Linked DNA regions of Columba livia: region 1 is linked to region 2. A link is a contact called in public Hi-C data. All regions are on one chromosome and are shown on one strand. Each heading gives the region's core, a stretch centred on a gene start, on an enhancer-like site or on the middle of the called end of the contact. The rest is flanking DNA. Distances are from core to core; before and after follow the strand shown. Region 1 holds the start of PAMR1 (peptidase domain containing associated with muscle regeneration 1). Region 2 holds the start of COMMD9 (COMM domain containing 9).

What was found. Hi-C and Micro-C count contacts between places; a contact is called where the count stands out from the background.
Region 1: a contact with region 2 is called in a Hi-C map of liver, with 2.9 times the contacts expected there. The contact joins the promoter of PAMR1 here to the promoter of COMMD9 in region 2. A contact is called at or near these places in 2 of 2 Hi-C or Micro-C datasets (crop and liver).

Annotation. Positions count from the first base shown.
Region 1 is chr5:48,188,290-48,195,170 of bColLiv1.pat.W.v2, reverse strand. PAMR1 (peptidase domain containing associated with muscle regeneration 1) reads right to left here and starts at 2,494. Exons shown (of 13, transcript XM_065064862.1): 1 at 2,327-2,494; 2 at 619-722. FJX1 (four-jointed box kinase 1) reads left to right here and starts at 3,272. Exons shown (of 1, transcript XM_065064870.1): 1 at 3,272-5,599. The coding sequence starts at 3,272. The coding sequence ends at 4,558. LOC135579600 (a long non-coding RNA gene) reads left to right here and starts at 2,972. Exons shown (of 4, transcript XR_010473041.1): 1 at 2,972-3,110.
Region 2 is chr5:47,821,922-47,828,485 of bColLiv1.pat.W.v2, reverse strand. It overlaps COMMD9 (COMM domain containing 9), which reads right to left and starts at 3,501. Exons shown (of 6, transcript XM_005500237.3): 1 at 3,343-3,501; 2 at 3,114-3,239; 3 at 1,781-1,920; 4 at 1,027-1,061. The coding sequence starts at 3,393. PRR5L (proline rich 5 like) reads left to right here and starts at 3,558. Exons shown (of 13, transcript XM_065064848.1): 1 at 3,558-3,732; 2 at 6,297-6,483.

The DNA.
Region 1 (6,881 bases), core at 1,245-3,744, 370 kb before region 2:
AACAAGGCCTTCACTTGGCTAAAATCAGTGTGAAACACTAGCAGCTAGGTATTCTATGAGCCTAGCTTTGTCAGGCTGCTAATATCAAGTTAATATAAGAAACAAAGCAAGGAAACCAGAAATTATTTTGTTATATTTTTACATGCTCAGATTCTGGGTCTGGACAGTGACCATCTCTCCCTTCTCCAGTATAGGGCTGAGAAGCTTGGAGACTGTATTTCCTTTATCTTCAAGCTGCTCATTGCAATCAAAAAAGAAGTAACAAGACATCTGATTGACCCAAACATATCAGTGATCACAGTTTCAGGAATGTTTAACATGCTGTAAATTGAAGAGCACATCAGCTTGGCTGATGTTTAGCCCTCTACCAATCATCTGGTTTTAAAAATATTCCAGCTTATAAGCAGGACTAAGCCAGTGGGGTGGCTCAGCAAAACTCTGGCTTGTTCTTTTTCCAGATAATGTAGTCAGAGGCAGAGTATTTCAGGGAAATGGTGTTTGTCCAGCTATTGATTTAAGGGTGTAGTCACAGTATAGCCCATTGATTAACTGCTTAGCTTACAAGAGGCAAGCTGTAATTGAAATGAATCTCATGCATAACTTGGAGCTTATGCTCACCTTAATTACAAGAAATGTAATGTCCTTATTCACGATAATGGTACTTCTCCAAGTGGGACTTCCTAGTGTAGGCACTGGCAGTTGGATATGCACTAGAATTCATCCTGAAAGAAATGCAAATAATTAACTTAAATCAAAATACATGTTCAACCTATGCATGGAATAAAACTCACTTTCTATTTTCAGTCCTTTCCGAAGAAGCTGCGAGTTTTCTTAAAGCTATTTCAAACTGGAAAATGACAGAGAACAGAGATAATTCTGTGCCATTTCTTTGGTAAAAATATTCAGCCTCCTGTTGGATAAAAGCCTCCTGCTTAGTCTAACGGTACTGTTCTTATTGGCCACCACGAATTATAGCAATCACCAGTTCCAAGTCACACACCTGGTGTTCACCATGTAGCTCATGTGGTTTCAAAGTATGAAAGTGTAAAGCATCATTTCGTAGTAAGGCCTCAAGGTCAGAATCACATGAGAACTGAATTCACAGATAACAAGAAGAATTATAGCTTCTATTGCACTTAGGGAAGCCAAGATGATTACTATTTCTCATTATTTCAGCAAGTTCCTTTGTGCATGAGAGACCCAAGAGCACTAATGGTCCCAGTTAAAATAGTCACAGTTAGATGTGAGGTCTTGCTGTTAGAAAAAGCATCAGCCACAATTTTTTACATGCACTGGCTTGTCCTTTCCGTGCCTGGCACTCCTATTTCTCGCCATGAGACCCCTCCACCCAGGAGTGAGCCCTTCACTAAATGGCTTCCTGCAAGTCGGTCTCCTCGGCCTGGGCCCTGCTGGGGTGACGGGGCCCGACTGTCCGGACGGTCCGATCAGGGACAGCAGCGGCGGCTGCAGCGCGGCGGCGTGACCGCCAGGAGGAGCTGGTACGACACGACCGCTCGGCTCCGCAGGGGAGCGAGAAGGGCTCGCTTTGCTCCTCTCCCACTATGCGGGCTCGGGGCCGCCCTCGACTGTGTGACCGCAAGAGAAACGCTGCCGTCCGCAAACTCCGCGATGCCGCAGGGCGCGCTGGAGGCAAGGTGGACTTAAGGCATTGGCATCTCACAGTCAGAGCTTCCCTAGGAAGACTGTGAAGTCCCAGTTTAAAGGGGAATTTGAGGGAAAAGCCAATTAATTCAGGTTCCTTTTTTTTTTTAAGTTGTTAAGGTGGATTAGGAGAGTTCAAATGGTTTGTAATAGAATCCTATCAAAGAGATAATTCATTTTTTCTTATATTAAAATACATTGCATTCAATTCAACCCGGAAGACTGTGGAGTGGTTGGATATTTTTCTGTGATGTTTTAAGATTCTGTATGTGGTGGTTTTTCTTCTCTGATCCAACTCAAATAACTACTCTGGAGGACAGCCATGGCACTGATTGAAGAAGGGAGATGTGTTTTAACTTGGCTCACAAACATGTCTTTCCTAGGAGAGGTCTCCAGTAAAATACAGAAAGTGCAGAGCTAAGCTTCCTTGCCTTGGAAAGGCAGGAAGCTGGAAATGAGAGACAGAAACAGGTACTCCTCTAATCTTCCAGTATACACCCTAACGTCCTCAAAGAGACAAAACTTGTAGAAAAGTGCTGGCTGTGGCTCTCTTGGGCACGAAATCCCTTGGGGTGGGGCTTGAAACTTCGCAAACTTGACACTTTCTCTCGGAGGATTAAAATACCAGGAAAATCTAGTCCGCACCGCAGACGCCGTGACGCACCTGAGCTGGCTGCACACATCGGTGTGCACGGACGCCGACAGCGCTCCCTTTCGTACACACGGGCCCCGCAACAGCTGTCCCATGCCGCCGCCGCCGAAGCGGGAGAAAGCGGCGGAGGAGGTGGCACTCTGTGGTGTGTTACGACCGCGCCCTGCCCACGGCCAGCGACAGCCCTGCCCGGCAGGGATTCTCAGCAACAAGCCGTGGCATTACAGCTTGGTCCTGGAGTGGCGCCTGTCTTTCAGGCGATCCTCTTGTGCAACCAGCTGCCGGCTCCGGGCCCCGCTCCCTGCCCCCAGCGCCGGGTGGAGAGCGGAGGGGTCACCAATCCGCCGGTGACGGCGGCGCCACCCTGCCGTGCTGGTCGGGGGCAGGAGGCGGCGCGACCGCGCCCGGGGGCTCCGGTGGAGCCCGTGGACCGGCACAGGGGGCGACTACACCGGCGCGCGCGCCTCCTTCCGCTGCCCTCCCTCTTTCTCGCTGTGTAGGCTCCTTTGTGCTGCATGCAGCGGGGAGGAGGAAGTGGCGCAGCCGAGTGCCTCCGCTGCAGCGCTCTCCATTCCCGCCGTCCAGCGCCGGCCCCACGACACTCCCCACGCTTCCACCTCCAAGACGGAACACCCCGCCATCACCGCCACTAGGGACGTCGTCGCTTTAAGCGCAGGGCCACGCGGGAAGAGGGGGCGGGCCAGGCCGGCCCTCTTTCCTTCCCCCCGGCTCCCCCACGTGGTGCGGGTTGCCTGTGCCTCTCGGGTGCTGCTGGAGCTGGGCACATACAGCGTAGGTATGTAGGGGCACCGTCTGTTGCAGCTGTTGCTCCCCGGGGGTCTGGTCTGATCCGGCCCGGCCGGATCCGGCGCCATGCGCCAGCGCCGCGTCGAGCGGCCGAGCGGTGGGGCTGCGGTGCCGCTGTGTCCCGCGGCAGCGGCGTGAAGCGGCAGGAGGATGAAGAGGGCGAAACGGGCCGCGCCGGGCTCCCTACCCGTGCTGGGGCTGCTGCTGCTGGCCGCATTGCCAGCGCTGTGGACGGTGCTGCTGCGGCGGGAAGCGGCGACTCAGCGGGAGCTGGATCTAGAGCCGCGCTCGCCCGCGGGGCTACCCCCCGGGCGGTGGGTCTGGGGGCGCTCCTCGGCGGCGCGGGGCGAGCCCGGCGGCGGTGGGCAGAAAACTTTCCGGGCGCTGCTGGCCCTACCGGCGGCGGGCCAGGAGGAACAGGGCGGCGAACGGCGGTTCGCTGCGTCCGGCTCGCAGCCGCCAGCCGACACCGCCTCTCCGGTGGAGCGGGGCATCTTCTGGAGCCGTGAGCTGGAGGAGCAAGTGCCGCCGGGCTTCGCGGAGGAGGAGGCGGTGGCATGGCTGTCGGCCGCGCGTGCCGCCCGTGTGGCCTCGCTGGAGCGGGGCGGCTGCGGGCGCAGCTCCAACCGGTTGGCACGGCTGTCGGACGGGAGTCGCGCCTGCGTCCGCTACGGCATCAACCCGGAGCAGATCCAGGGCGAGGCGCTCTCGTACCACCTGGCCGGGGTGCTGGGCATACAGGAACGGCTGCCGCCCATGGTCCTCGCCCTGGTGGAGGCCCGCGGGCAGCAGTGGGAGCCAGTGCGGGAGGAGCTGCGCGGATCGCACTGGGTCGAGGGTGCCGTGGTCAGCCTGACCCGCTGGGTGGACAACCTTACTGCCGTTGTGGCCCCCGCGCCCTGGGGAGCCGAAGCAGGCGCCGGCCGGTGGCTGCAGCCGCTGTCTGCGGGGGAGCTGGGCGTCCTGCCGCCGTCGCAGCTAGTGGAGCTGGTGCAGTGGAGCGATCTGATCCTTTTCGATTATCTGACGGCCAACTTCGACCGTCTGGTCAGCAATTTCTTCAGCCTGCAGTGGGACCCAAGGGTGATGGGCCGCGCCACCAGCAACCTGCTCCGCGCCCCTGATGGCGGGCTCGTCTTTATGGACAACGAGGCGGGGCTGGTACACGGCTACCGCCTCCTCGCCATGTGGGACCCGTACAACGAGTCACTGCTCCGCTCCATCTGCGTTTTCCGCGAGGGCACGGCGCGGCGTGTCGCTGAGCTGCACCGCCGCCGCAGCGCCGCTGCCGAGCTGCGCCGCCGCTACCGGGCGCGGGAGCCGCTCTGGGCGCGCCTCGGCTTCCTCTCGGAGCGGCAGGCCGAGCTGCTGCAGGCCCGCGTTGACTTCGTGCACCGTCACATCGCCCACTGCCGGGCACAGGCCGCCGTGCTTTGACGGCCCCGGGGTGGGCGGAGGGTGGCGGCGAGAGCCTGTTGCCCGCAGTGTCCCGTTTTTTCTCTCCTCCGATGGAGGAGGACTTATCCCGGTGGCCGCCGAAGGCTAGGGTGGGCCCTGCCCGCCACCTCGGTGCTCGGTGCCCTGTAACCGCCACGACTGCCGGGGATGGGGGGAGGGTTCGGCCGCCAGGAGCGGATGCTCACGCTCAGGTGCAGGTAATAGCAGGTAGAGGAGCAGTTAATTAGCGTCAAGTTCCCTGGAGATGCAGAGTGTGATCGGTGTAATTATTGCAGAGTTCCACTCCGGGGTTTTGGTTCTAGAGCTTGAAAAAATTAGAGGATTCGGCATCTTGAGTGCTTTCCTCAGTTCTGTTGGTGCACTCACCCTCATAAGAGACCCCGTAGGAAAGCAGTTGGTTTTGTCTGGATTGGGGTCAGCTACCTCTTCCTTCCAAAGGAGGCAGGTGAAAACATTTCCTTATATATTATTCCTTTTGCAATAGCATATTTAAGTATGAATGTTGATATTCATAGACCAATAACTGATTGCACAATAGGGATGTCCCTAACTAGCCTAACCTCCCTATTCATGAAGCTTGTTCCTTACTGATTTTCTCTAATGAGAGTGAACCTTTCTACTGATTGTTAAATCCTGTTGATTGGGAAGTGTACAGGAAACCCATACTCTGTTAGCTCTTAGTCTTTTTTTTGTGGATGCAGCGGGTTAAACTGTTTTGGTTCTTAAAGCATTTGTAGTCATCACTATAGTTGTTTCATCTGACCAGTAAAGTAACTGACTAATGAGCAACGCAAGAGGATGTCCTGGCTTTTAAAAACATTGCTGTGTGCTAAGACTTGGATACAACAGTTAAAGTGAAGGAAAAACTGTTTCATGCACTTTACTTTGACTTTTAAATTTTTTATAAAAGAGGACTTTTTTATTTTACAAAGTCTGCCTTTTATGTACATTCTATATGTTTGTTAGCTTTTCTGTAACATACTGCAGAAACTGACATTTCAGTAAAGCGTGTTAACAATTTGCTGCCTTTGACCTGAATGTTTTTATACGGTTTGATAGGGAAGCATGCACCTGCTTGGTCTTCCCTAATGGACAACAGAGACCAAGTCTTTCCAACTTCTCACTGCACCGAACTGAACAAACTTTTACTCGTTCCCTCTGAGGAAAGGAGGGGTAGAGTTAAGCTTTCAAATGCTACCCTTTTCTTTCTCTTTCCTAGCTGTTTTGTCACTAGAAGGGCAAAAGTTCTTTGAGTGGCTAAAATAATGTGCCTATTGCATACTTCAGCTGAATACACATTTGTGTGTTTTTTAAAGCAAACCTTGACTAGCACTAAGAAAACTGAAGCAGTTAGTTTTAGCTTACTGATACAGATGTTGTGGGCTTACCTGCTGTCAGCTGCTTTGGGTGCTGGGACTGGGTACCAACCTCTTAATACAGATTATGTCAAGTGTTACTGTACCAGGAACATCCCTGGAGGTGGCAGTTACTTCCACTGGGTGTTTATGCTGGTTCTCAGTTCTCTTTTCCCATTTTGGTTATCTTTGAAACAGAGGTTGAGGCAGAATTGAAGAACAGGAAAGCTTTTCAATCTTACTAAAATAATTGGTAGGTTTTTTCCTACCAAATTTGTGACTCAAAATACAGCCAAAATAAGGATAAAGGACAAACTAATCCCCTTTAAACTGCAAATGCCACTATCTATCCTGCTGTAATCAAACAACAGCATAATCCGTTCTACATCTGAGCAGGCACATCCTGATGAAGGCAGCAACCTGCTCAGTGGCTGCTATGCAAGTAGGTGCTGTCTTCAGTATGTCAAACACTAAACTTCCCCTGAACTCAGAGCCATGTATTCATACCTGCAAGACTTCTTGCATCTGCTGATATTTATTTAGATTAAACTTCACATAAAGACAGTTTTCTTTGGCCATTACAGTGTTTGGATTTTTTTTTTTTTTTAATAGGACAAGATGACAGCTTTACTAACAATTTAAAATTAATGGTTGATTAGTTAGCTAAAGTAGATATTGCAACTGTGTGTATGAGTATTTATTTTAAAATGTCCCAGCAGCCTTCAAGAATAGCTTTCATTCAACTGTTTAACTGACAAGGCTCTCTATTGAATTCATATTAATAGTTCACCGCATTTCTCTCTGTGAACAATGCATAGAATCCCATGTGACATTCCTTTGCCATTTACATGATAATACACGATTTAACTGAGTAATTCTTAATTCTTCCTAAGTGTTGCTTTGTAACTTGAATGCAGCTCTCTGTTGCATTCATCTAATGAAAATAC
Region 2 (6,564 bases), core at 2,252-4,751:
ATCTAATGAATACAAAGACATGAGTGTCAGAGCAGAGCTCCTGAGTGGTGCTCCAAGAGCTACACACCCAGCTTTGCTTCTGGGTTGTAAAGACCTACCTAGTGTGTCATGCTGGTATGTCATCTCCTCTGACGCACTAGAGCGTTAAGAATGCAGGAAAAAGCATTATGTGTCTTAGTAACACTAGAATATTGTTTAGTATAAGCAACTGCTGTATTTACTGTACTAGCATTACACAACTGCTACCTACTTATATTCTAGTAAAACTTTAAAGGACAGTGTATTTCCAGGTCTTGCTATACTGGTTAGCTGTTGGACATTATTTCCTCTGCAGGCAAAGTGTAAAGAGGATCCATTCAGTCTTCAAACTACTCTGTTATGTACCAGCTCTCATTTATAGGCCTCTTAAGTGCTACAGATGTAAAGGAAACCTCCTAGGGAGAAAACAAAGTGTTGTAGCTGCATGGAACACCTAACTGGGAGGTAACTCAGTGCCCATGATGCTGTTGTTAAAAGTTTGCGCTCCTTAATTATATCACTGTTTATAAAGGTGAGGAAAAAGCAGAGTTATGAATATATGCAATATACTTCCTGATGCATGGAACAGAAACAATGCACAGAACTGACTAGATGTACAAAGATAAAGTGTTCCCCAATAAATACATATTCTTTACAGTTGCACAGTTATAGAATATGGACATTAATTACCTGAATGGGGAGATCAGAGTGTTTCACTTTCAAGTTTGGCAAATACTTGCTATACACTGCACTCTGCAAGGTAGCAACAGACTGAGCATTAAATGGAACTGCATGATGACTGGGAACAATTTAGCACAGCAGCACTTCATACAAGCTTTTTGGCCTCTGCTAAGCTCTGTGATGCCACAATCACACAGCATCATCTAAGCCAAATGGGGTTTTCACATGCTACTTTATGAAAACATGTTGCGACACACTATTCTACACTCTAAGCTCCAATGACCTCAGGAAACATTAACAGCATCAAAGATTTGAGCTACTACTTACTCTGACTTGCTTGTGCCTCATTCCTCCAAGCAGAGCTGTGAAAAAGTGAAGAAGAGAAAAACAGTATCAGCAGAGCTTTGGGGAGGAAAAAAAACAAAAAGGTAGGGAAAGCATTCAGAGTGGCTTATGCCTGATGGAAGGGTCACCAGGGATGCACCAGTAAGCAGGGAGACTGCCTATGCTACTAAGTGCCAAGGAAAGGCTGTCATTTGTGGGCAACAGTAGGCAAACTGGTGACCAACTATTTGTTCTTCTGTACATGCAGCTCACATATGGTACGTATCTTTCTCTCCAGCTTTGTCAAAGCAATGGGCTACCAAGCAGTGAGGCAGTGGTAGAGCATAGCAGTTCTGCATACAGTGCCTCCACATCTAAATCAAGGTGGTAAGTGGACAGGCATCTAAATGCTACCTAATCAGATTTTGTAGTGCTGAAATCTAGCCCTCTAAGCTGTAGCATTTTTCTACTACGCAGGTGAGTTGTTAAGATAAAAGGGGCTTTGCATTATACGAATGAAGCCCACACCTATTCCAAAAGTCTCAGGAAAAACTTCTGTGCCCATGGCTGTGTTTTGTTTGCCATTCCACTCAGATGACATGTTTCATTCACCTATGCTCATCCCAGCTTGTGTGAGTATGCCCAAGGCATGCACAAAATTCATAGAAACAAGACTTCGCATGCGGGCAACTATTCACATATCAAACCAGGCTTTAACTTTGCAGCTGAAAGCAAATGGCAGGTAGGTAGCACTCACATATTCTCCAAGATTATCTTAGTCAAAAGGCTTTTCAGATTTTGGTGGAAGTTCTCTGGAAAGAGAGAGAGGATATCTTCTGCCTTCGTTAGGCCATGGTACACAACATGCCTGGTGAGGTTGTGCAAAGCAAACACCAGCTGTAGGAAAGGAAGAGGAGAAAGGGCCCAACTGGGTTGAAAAACATTACATGCAGCAACAGACAGGCCTTCAGCAGCCAGTAGAGACACAGCTTCTGTATCAGCCCTGCGGAGAAGGACTTGGGGATACTGGTGGATGAAAGACTGGACATGAGCCAGAAATCGGCGCTGCAGCCCAAAAGGCCAATCAAAAGGAGTGTAGCCAGCAGGACAAGGGAGGTGATTCTGCCCCTCTACTTCACTTTGGTGAGACCCCACCTGGAGTACTGTGTCCAGCTCTGGAGCCCTCAGCACAGGTAAGACATGGACCTGTTGGAAAGGGTCCAGAAGAGGCCACCAACATGATCAGGGAGATGGAACACCTCTCCTATGAGGACAGGCTAAGAGAGTTGGGCTTGTTCAGCCTGGGGAAGAGAAGACTCCAGGGAGACCTTACTGCAGCCTTCCCGTAACTAAAAAGGGCCTATAAGAAAGATGGGGACAGAGTTTTAACCAGGGCCTGTTACAACGGGACATTTTTAAACAAAAGGAGGGGAGATTCAGGCTAGACATGAGGAACAATTTTTTTACAATGAGGGTGGCAAAACACTCAGGTTGCCCAGAGAGGTGGCAGCTGCCCCATCCCTGGAAACATTCAAGGCCAGGCTGGACGGGGCTCTGAGTAACCTGATCTAGTTGAGGATGTTCCTGCTCATTGCAGGGGGGGTGAACTAGATGACCTTTGAAGATCCACTCCAAGCCAATCTATTCTATGATTATGCAGTGAGACCAAAACCACCAGGACCTGTGACATGCAAGTACTGCCCACCAGCCTTAATGGGTAACGAGCCGAGATCCTCACTGTCCTTTAACACACACGCCTCACGCACTCCCCTTTTGCCTTCCTGTGAGGGTCCTGTGGACTATGCCTATGCAGGAGGATCGTTTGATAGAGCACGTTTCATTACAGCAGCGGCCGCGGTCCTTCAGAGCCCCATGGCACCATACATCTTCCTGATGGACTGGGTCAAGCTCTATGCTGGCGCCCGCACCGCTTCGCTCCCTCCTGCACGGTGAGGCCCAGGCAGGCACATTCCATCCTCCCGCTCTTTTTTACGCGCCCCGTTTCTGCGCAGCGCGAGAGAACGCTTCCGAAGGCATCCCGCTCGTGGCCGCGCCGGCGGCTCTCCCTGCCGCTGCCCGCCCGGCTTTACCTGCTCCGCTTCCTCCGGGCCGGGCGCGAGGCTGAGGCAGACGCGCTGTGCCAACGCGGCAAGGCCGGCGGGCGGGCTGGAGAAACATTGCTGGCACAGCTGCCGCACGGCATCCCTCGATGGTGCCTGGCGGGAAGCAAAGTGGGAGGCGCTCAGCCGCGGCCAGAGAAAGGCAGACCCCGCCACCAGGACGGGCCCCCGTCCTCCAGTAGCTCGGCGGCCCGCTCACCCGCAGCAGTCTCTGCAGGGCGGCGAACTCCGCTTCCCGCACCGCCGCCATCTTAACGTTGTCAGCTGAACCAGGTGCAGACCTCCCCGTGTTGCGCCACCACCATCTTGCCGCTGTCAGCTGAGGCGGGCGGGGCCGCGACGGAGGCCGGAGGCGGGCGGAGGCTGGGACGGAGGCTGGAGGCGGGGCGGGGCGGAGCGGGGCGGCCGGCCGGCCGGGCAGGCTGGGAGCTGTAGTCCTCAGGTGGAGGGGATTTCGCGTTCCTGCGGTCGTGCACCGTGATCCCACGTTGAAGGCTTGGCGGTTCCACCCGCTGTGGGGCTTGTGGGAGTGCGTGCGCCGTGCGAGCGGGAGCTGCAGCCGGAGCTGGACCCCGGTATCAATACTGAGGTAGCAGGGACGAGGGCAAGCCCTAAATATCTGGTCTCACCCCTCGCTGATCTACTAATTTTTTTACTGTCAGTGCAAATCTCTTATGTTGAATGCATAATTTAGCTGTAAACGCTCTATTTTCAGCCAGTGGGAAGTGAAGGTGAAACATTTGTTGTGGTGCTGGTGCAGTGATATGGACCATTATGTTAGCAAACTGTATCTATGACTTTGGAAAGGAGAAATAGTCTTCTCTTTTGTCTTGTGTAATTCGCAATATATCTGATTCCAGGGCATCGATAATCTATGATCTTTCCCCATCACTGCTTCTGTCACAGCACCTCTATCCTCATTTCTGTTTGTGTTGTTCGGTAAGCAGAATAATACATGATAAGAAGTGCAAATATGTAAATGCTGTTTGCATTGGGCTTCACAAGCTTGGCAGGGAAAAGGGCTTACTCCTGCAGAGATGTTAACTTCCCTCTCTTATGCTGGGAAGCCTTAAAGGCTGCCATTCAATTCAAACAGAGAGGATTTTATTTTCCATCATCTTTCGTGAGCAATAGGAAACAACGCTCTGGGGAAACTATTTTAGGATATGATTTTATCATCTGTGACCTCTTGAAATAAATTAGCGTGACTGATCATTTTGCAGACCTGTGCTACTTTCTTTAGCACTTTATTACCAACAAATCTAACCCAGTGCAACCAGCACATTAGGTGAGGCTTAGAGTCTGCTGGGTGGAGTCATCATTATCATGGTGGGCCCTTACTGGGAGAACTGGTGTGCTGCTGAGTTCAGGTGACAGGACGCAGTGGGCAGTGGGTATTGTGGATGACAGTTGCTTATCCAGGTGACCATACATCTCAATACTCTGATCAGAAAAGGAAAACAAGCAAGACGACGTTGTGTATTCCTGAGAGGAAGTATCTGAAAGATTTGGTGATGGTCTCTCTTCTACTGATGCCACAGTGATCATTTTCACCTAAACAAATATGGCAGTATCTGTAAACTACACACCAGAATAGACCAAAAGGTAAAGGGAAGGATGGTGGAATCCTAATTTTTGTTCCCCAAGTGAAAGGTTTGCAGAGTTAGTGGGCTAAACCCACTTTTGACATCTGAGTGTAACTGCATAACATAAAGTCCTTCATTAATAAATGTGGGAATTCATTAACATCAGTGGCAGTCTTAGAGGTTGTGAAAGGATTAACAGAATTAAAGCACTATGGAAAAACAACACTGTTGTAATCTGAGCAAGTAAGCCTAAAGGAAATACAAGGATTGTTCACAGGATATCACTTAATATTGTAATTGCATCATTGACATCCTATAATCTGTCTGCTTGTCTCATTCCCAAAACAATAAAACTAGCGTTTTCTACAGTCAGAGGTAAGAAGCATTTTTCTAAGAAGTAAAACTTCTGAAATCCTGTATCCAACTGGGGAAGAGGGTCACTGTTTGGTTGTTGGTTTGGTTTGGTTTGGTTTTGTGAGGGGTGTTTTTGTGGTTTTCTTGTTTTTTGCTTTTTGTTTTGTTTTGTTTGTTGTTGGTTTGTTTTGTTTTGTTTTGTTTTGTTTTGTTTTTCCCAGGGCTTTTCTAAAGCAATGACTTTATAAGCCATGTAAAATCAGATTGATCCATCCCTAGGTTAAGAACTTAATTATAAAGAGTCACTTTGTCAGACAAGTAGGTGAAGAGATACAAAGGGCTAGGGGGATAGCTAACTGTCATTGCTAACCATCACAGAAATATGTGGCAAGCGAGAACATTTACCTGTGAGCCACATACAGGAACAAAGATGGTGCTGGCCAGCTAGCATTGTACTGAATTCACTCTCCAGTCCACCTCCTATTGTTGCCATTTCCTCACTCTGGGAACCTTCTAATTATGAGGAAATAATGACAGGTTTGATTTAATATCAAAGTTGAAATGCTGTTTGTAGCTGATGGTCAGAAGCCAACAGAAGTGCTTGGTAAAATGCTCTATCTGTGGTAAATTATTTCTCTTTCTTTCTCTCTCTCTTTCTCTCTCTCTCTCTTTCTCTCTCTCTTTTTCTCTTTCTCTCTTTCTCCCTTTCCTTCCTTCCTTCCTTCCTTCCTTCCTTCCTTCACTTCTGTCTAGCTGTCTTCAAGGTCCAGACCTCCAAAATCAGATTATAAGGAATGAAGGGCGAGACTGCATCATGAAAGGAAGGCTTGCCCTCTCATCAGTGTGCTTATCAGAAAGTTTTGAGAAACACCAGTTCAATTACCTGCTGTGCCAGAAGCAGTTCTCTCAGTTTGAAAAAAAACAAAAACCAAAAAACAACAACAAAAAAGACAACGTAGAGGAATGAGATGGATTGGATGACCTCTTTAAGTCTTCTCACAGTCGTTTTTTTCCACTAGTTCATGTCTATAATGGAGTCCTGCACAGGACTCCATGCAGGAATTGGTTTGGATCTCAAGAGCTAAACTGCTGTTAGTCAAGTAGTTGAGTCTGAAAATTAAACTCCACTTCTGAGTTGAGCAAATTTGCCTGCACCCAGGCCTGGGTGACATAGCTATAGTAGTGACCGATTTGGCTCTCTCTTTTTGTTCAGCCAGCCTGAGGGATCTGCGGATTGTTCTTTCTGAAGTAGTGCAGATATGTCTATATAAAAAACATGTGGACAACAGCACTACATGGGGGCTGAGCGAGTGAATGATCTCTGGACTACGAGACTCTTAAAAAGTGGCGATAACTTTCTAAGTTCAGGATCTCCTGGACCTGGGGACATGGGTGTATGGGTATGTATACCTGTTGTCTGCTGTTGTCTGTGAGTTCTGTTCCCAGCCATATAAAAAAGCCTCCAGAATTGGCATTTCATG